2 separate regions of the Zea mays genome follow, and region 1 is linked to region 2. The links are chromatin contacts, called in public Hi-C maps. All regions are on one chromosome and are shown on one strand. Each heading gives the region's core, a stretch centred on a gene start, on an enhancer-like site or on the middle of the called end of the contact. The rest is flanking DNA. Distances are from core to core; before and after follow the strand shown.

Evidence for each region. Hi-C and Micro-C count contacts between places; a contact is called where the count stands out from the background.
Region 1: a contact with region 2 is called in a Hi-C map of bundle sheath, with 6 times the contacts expected there. The contact joins the promoter of LOC100272705 here to the enhancer-like site in region 2. A contact is called at or near these places in 5 of 25 Hi-C or Micro-C datasets (bundle sheath, endosperm and leaf).

What each region holds. Positions count from the first base shown.
Region 1 is chr4:181,697,216-181,700,496 of Zm-B73-REFERENCE-NAM-5.0, forward strand. LOC100272705 reads left to right here and starts at 1,502. Exons shown (of 5, transcript NM_001147158.1): 1 at 1,502-2,157; 2 at 2,787-2,907. The coding sequence starts at 1,720.
Region 2 is chr4:181,600,072-181,603,256 of Zm-B73-REFERENCE-NAM-5.0, forward strand. No RefSeq gene overlaps it. Among protein-coding and RNA genes, the nearest start is that of LOC118476987, 17 kb to the left of the region's middle. Within about 2 kb of position 1,425, at least 9 of the 20 cell types and tissues checked have an H3K27ac peak or open chromatin away from gene starts, as enhancers often do. A contact at or near this core is called in bundle sheath and leaf, where this site is marked.

The sequences.
Region 1 (3,281 bases), core at 252-2,751, 97 kb after region 2:
GATCCATATTTTCAATTTAGGTCTTGTTCGTTTCCGTCGGATTGCACCCGGAATAGTTCCAATTAATCAAAGTTTATATAAATTAGAGAAGCAATCCGGTCAAGAATCGTTCCGACCCACCAATCCGACAGAAACGAACAAGGCCTTAGAATTTGGATCTTTTTTTTCCCTCGGAACGAATACATTCTGTCGATCTACACAGTTCATGTTCTAGAAACTAAAGTTGATGACGAGAAGCTCGTCGCCTCTGCTGTACTGGCCCCCTTGCCCCTCATCCGCAGCATTTGCAATCGATGCATCTGTAACGTCAGGTAGGTGCACAGGATAACCCAAAGGACGGGCGTTGTGTTTTCCCTGACCCGCTGCAGTGGTGATGCTGATCGGCGGCGAGCTTTATTCGCCTAACGACGACAGGAACGGCTCACCCGTCCGTCTCCGTCACCAAAAGATCGAGCACGAGCACCTGCTATGCTGGCTGCGTCAAACCCAAGTCAGGAGGAGACGGCGAAATGGCCACCAGCTCACACCAAACTATCCCTCTGCAAATCTGCAATGTGGATGAGCTGCAGGGAGAAAAAAGGCCTTGTACTACGATGCTGCCGTGAGTAGCCTAGCCGCCAGCAGCTGCCACCTGAATGAAGAACAAAAGCAAGAACGGAGACCTTTGCTGTTTTGCATGTCTTGTTGTCCAACTACAAGAAAATTTGTTTGGGGGGTGGGGGGTAGAGACGATTTTTTCGAACTTCCATCATATTATAAATCATTTTCATTTTAGTGGAACACGACATATCCAGTGACGGAGCCATAATTTTTTTTAGAATGGATTGAACTAAATCGTTGTAGTATAGAAGTACCTTCTACGTTATATATATACGCTTAAAATTTTAGAAGAAGCTCTAGCGAGATTTCGTAGACTCGGCAGCGGTAGAGGGGCTTGAAGCACTACGAAACTTTGTCAGTAATTCAGTTAAGCTCGCCAACAAACCTAATCCATGTATGTCAAACGAACAACACAAGCAAAAAAAAAAACTCGAAAATATACAGCGCAATGAAAATGGCACCAACAGATGTATAAATGAGATCACAAACGTAAGTTTTCACAACCGATAACAATGGTTGTTCAATTAAAGGTTGATCTAAAATAAACTCAAACCTTAGTGTGGGGGGACAACTACGTATTGTATGTATAGTTTAAGGGGCAGCCAAGGACCCCTACTCGTACCGCCTGCACCAAGCAGGTTAATCCATCATCATCAACAAGAACAAAGTATACGTATCTTTCACCGTTCGATCTCCATCCAAGGGCCCATACGTATCCAGGGTTCACAGTGGCAGCATAGTAATTTTGGCCATCTTCTTCCACTGCCCGGCGGCGCACACAAGTACACAACCACCCAAGATGGGGAGGAGCCAGGAGCACAGGCCCAATGCGGCAGCCATCCCACCACCTATCGCGTCGGCTTCACTCAAACGGCTTCTGCCGCATCCTATAAAACCTCCTCACCAACCTCCGATGGCGGAAATTCTTGCCCTCCCACACCGACCCCCTCCCCCACGGCCCGCCTTCCCCCGGGAGCACGAGACCCTCGTTCCCTGCGCCACCGACTGAGCCAAGGCCGCGCTTTGCCGTTTCCGACCTAGGTCGCGAGATCTCGGAGGAGCGGAGCCCCGCCGTGCCGCCGCCTGCTACAGGGGGGCACGCAGGGACCGCACGGCGCGATGGTGGACACGGGCGGGGGGAGGCTCTACCAGCGCCGTGGCGCGGTCGCTTTCGTCGCGGCCAACAAGGCGCTGCTCGCCGCTGCGTGGGTCGTCGGGTTCGCGCTCGTGTTCCTATGGCAGAGCGCCTCCATGTCCTTCGGCAGCGCCGGCGGCGGAGGGTACCTCAGGCTCCTGTCGGTGCCGCCTCCGCCGCCGCGCCCCGCGCCGCGGCTCCGCCCCACGGCGTACAACATCACGGACTTCGGCGCCGTCGGGGACGGCCGGGCGGTCAACACCGCGGCGTTCGAGCGTGCTGTCGAGGCCATCGCGGCGCTCGCGGAGCGAGGCGGCGGGCAGCTCAATGTGCCACCCGGGCGCTGGCTCACGGCACCCTTCAACCTCACCAGCCACATGACGCTGTTTCTTGCCGAGGGCGCGGAAATCCTTGGCATTACGGTAAAGAGTTTACTGTTTCTATGAACTTATCCGTGGGGCTTTAGTAATTAGATAGATCTTCTCGTGTGCATTTTCTACGCTCCAAGCCTCCAACCAAAAGTTAATGCTGCTTTCATGTCGTGCGGAAATTGCTTAGTTATTAACTTATTCTCCAGTAGAATAGTTTATGATTTGGCTAGTTGACGACAAACATCATGAATTGATTGCTGCTGGGTTTACCAGCATGCGAAAACAAGAAAACACTCCTCCAAAACGTCAGAAACCGGCCCTAACGGCAAGCGAACTATTACAAACAAAAACCATAGAGCAACTAACAACAAAACTAAAGGACGCCCTCCACATCTAAATCTTGAGTCCTTTTCCAGAAATCCTTCGACCAGTTTTTCATTCTTCCCATTTTGTCATCCAAATATTTTGCATCCTACTCTCTCAGAAGAACTCACCACTTCTGCAAAAACATAAAGATTTTATGAAACAAAACGGCGATACTTTGTGCTGAAAACATCTTGACTCTAGACTAGCATGCATTCAGAGTTTGGTAGATGCCTATGGTGCTTATTTGGGGGCACAAATGCCCACATTTCAGATTGTGAGCTTATTTAACTGGCATTGTGATGTTTTCTGGACAGGATGAGAAGTACTGGCCATTGATGCCAGCATTACCGTCATATGGGTATGGGCGGGAGCGCAAAGGACCACGATTTGGGAGCCTCATTCATGGACAGAATTTGAGAGATGTAGTCATTACAGGTTTGCAATTTATCTCGATACCTAGCAATCTAGCATTTAAGCGCCACAATACACAGCATCTTGCATAATTGTGGATTAAGCAACATCAGTGCAAAAGTGCATCATGTTCATCTTAAACAATAAGTGTTGCAACTCTGTAGCATCATCTGTTTGTAGCATAAAAGCAACTATTTGACGCCCAGTCTATAATGTACCCTTGTGCTTCCCATATTAATATACGGAGGTCCTGCAATTCTGTTGAAATAGGATCTAGCATTTTACAACTTGAACTGCCATATTCTGTAATGATATTTTGCTGATTAAACAGGCAAATTCATTAAAAATGCAACAAATGCACTTCTGTCACAAATCCAATGCTGTAGCTGTAGCTAGCT
Region 2 (3,185 bases), core at 175-2,674:
TTTTATGACAGATCCGAAAAACATGGCAGCCGTATGCATGCGGTTTCTATTTTTATACAGATCCAAAAATTATGACAAAAACGTGGGAGTTTCCATTGCATGCGCGCAAATTACGAACAACATAAATCAAGGAATTGTCTTTCCAATGTGCATGCAGTAAACCGATATACGAACTCTGTGTTCAAGCATAAAATCGTACAGTTTTTAGCGTAAATAATACATGTGGTAGGCATAAAACACAATAATCGAAAAGAAAACTGCGCCGGATCGGAGGATGTCACGCGCGATCATCGTTGCGCGCATCTCGCGCCTTCCGTGACGTCGCTCGCTCGAACATCGCGCCTCATGCGTCGCCGTCGCTCGCACGTCGACGGGCGTTGCTTGCTCGTCGGCCTTGGAAGTGCCGCCTCCTCGGGGCTTCGGGGACGCCGCCGCTTGCCCGCACAAAGGCCTCGCTGTCGCTCGCCCTCTGGATCGGGGAACCGCCGCCACTACTCCGGATCGAGGAACCTCCGCCACCGCGCGTCGAGGTAATGGAGTTGCGGCCACCGGTCTGGGAACCACCGCCACCGCAAAAGGGCACTGCCGTCGCTCGCCCTCTGGATCGGGGGCCGCCGCCGGCGGCCTGGGAACCGCCGCCACCGCATGTCGAGGTCGGGGAGCCGCGACCACCACAGCCACCGGCCGAGGGTCCACTGTCGCGCGCGCTATCGGGCAACCGCCGTCGCTAATGAATCGAGATGGGCGTGAAAAACTGATCCCTAGCACTACGGATTTTTTCTTTTATAGACGTCTGGACCTGGTCCGGCTCGACCGGATTGCACTGTCTAGCCTGGGCTTCCTTTAGTTATTGAAAGCCCAGGGCTCCTAATATCGCAAAAGGGCACTGCCGTCGCTCGCCCTCTGGATCGGGGGCCGCCGCCGGCGGCCTGGGAACCGCCGCCACCGCATGTCAAGGTCGGGGAGCCGCGACCACCACAGCCATCGGCCGAGGGTCCACTGTCGCGCGTGCTATCGGGCAACCGCCGTCGCTAATGAATCGAGATGAGCGTGAAAAACTGATCCCTAGCACTACGGATTTTTTCTTTTATAGATGTCTGGACCTGGTCTGGCTCGACCGGATTGCACTGTCTAGCCTGAGCTTCCTTTAGTTATTGAAAGCCTAGGACTCCTAATATACTATATATATATATATATATATATATATATATATATATATATATATATATATATATATACACACACACGGCCAAGTTAATGTTGGCTTGCCTATCAGACATGACAATCCGGCCGCAACCGCATCCATCGGCACAGAAATATTGAGCACGTGCGTGCGCGTATTAATTAACAATGTGGTCGATAGGGAGGGCGGGCCGCTGCTGATTCGTTCCATCCTAGAAAAACAGCACACAGTGACGGGCGTGCAGGATCTTATCTGCTAGCTCCAGCCCCCCAAAGATTCGCCGCCCTCTCTCGGAGCCACAGAAACGCCTGAGGCTACGTATGTACTACATGTGGTTCTCTTCTCTCTCGCTAGTCGCTAGACAAACAAACACATGGCACATCTCTCGATCGATGACTGACGAGGAGGACAATTCAGCTCACCGTGATCGATCCAGCTTTTGTCCAGCTCACTCATCCAATGGCTTCTGCTCATCTGTCAAAAAAGCAAGGCTGGCCGATAAAACCCATGAAATGATCATTCTTGGTGCTGGTAGTCACTTTCAAGTGTAGTTTTGGAACACATTAGTAGATCTGCTATACATAGTGAAAATATAATATGAAGACATGGGAAAGAGAAACAAGAGCAGGTTGGGTACGCTTGCTCATTATAATCAAACTCCGTACCATCCAAATATATATGCAAGTTGTGAACCTGAGTTCAGTTATCCCCAAACTTCGCTAATCGAATCTGATGATCCTGATCATGGCAACTAGTAGGAAAAACTCTATAATTTTACCTCCTTCAACGATCGCAAAAATCAGCTTTTCTCTATATCAAGTGTAAAACCGAATATACCTCATTCCTCAATCCTCATCTTTCAAAATCGCACACATGGTCTCTTTGGCTATTTTCCTTGCTAATTTTTTTTTGTTTATTTTGGTTGTTTTTTTTGTTTATTTTGGCTGAATCTTTTAAAAAGTCATAGTAAATTGTAGAAAAATCGTAAGAAATTAATTTTGTTGATCTCCACAAGTATAGATCTATACAGTGAATATATATATATATATAGTTTATGTATTAATTAGGAGCCCAGGGCTCTCTCTATTTAGAGAAAGCTCCGACCACCCCCACCTGACCGCCCTATCAGATGATCTAGACGCACCATCGAGAACATTTACACTTATTATGTATCTGATTTACGCAAAAAAAAACGCACGATTTATGACGTTGATAACATGCCCCACGTCCACGCCCACTGCATGCCCCCAAATCATCCTACATGCCCAAACCGCTGGCAACCCTAATCCAATCCGTCGTCATCTCCTTCCGCATCGCCAGCCGCCCTCATCCCCTCACGCCCGCCAAACCCTAGCTATCGCCATCCTACCGCTCCCTCCTGGCGCTCGCCCAACAGCGCGCCGTCCTTGTCTATGACTTCGTCCCCAACAGCATGCTCAGTGCCGCTGTGCAGCCACTCCCCAGGCGGACCCGCCTCGCGATGGTCGCCTAGATCGTGGCGGCGCTTGAGAACCTCCACTTTGGCATGAAGCCCGCCGTGGTGCACATCGACGTCACCTCGTCCAACATCTTCGTGGAGGCCGACATGCGGGCGTGCCTCGGTGACTTTGGCCTCTCCCTCCTCCTCGCATCGCCGGACGCGTGCGCCATGGGGGGCACTCGTGACCTCGTGTGCTGCACCGTGCCGAGATGAGGCCCGTGGACGTTGGCAAAGAGCGGCGAGACTTGGCGCTGGCGAACTGGGTGGTGCCCAAGATCCAGGTCGGCGAGCACAGGGTGGTCGTCGACCACCGGTGCTGCCCAAGATCCAGTTTGGCTTTGCAGGTAACAGTTGCCTATTATTTACTCTTGGACGATATGATTCATACAAGTGGTTATCTTGGATCTGATTTTCAATAGTACAAGGATTTGATGCCCCTTGTACACAAGTACAGTGAATTATTTTGATTTGGTCCTTCCCCCCAAAACATGACACTTTATCGTCAATATTTTGATCTAGAAC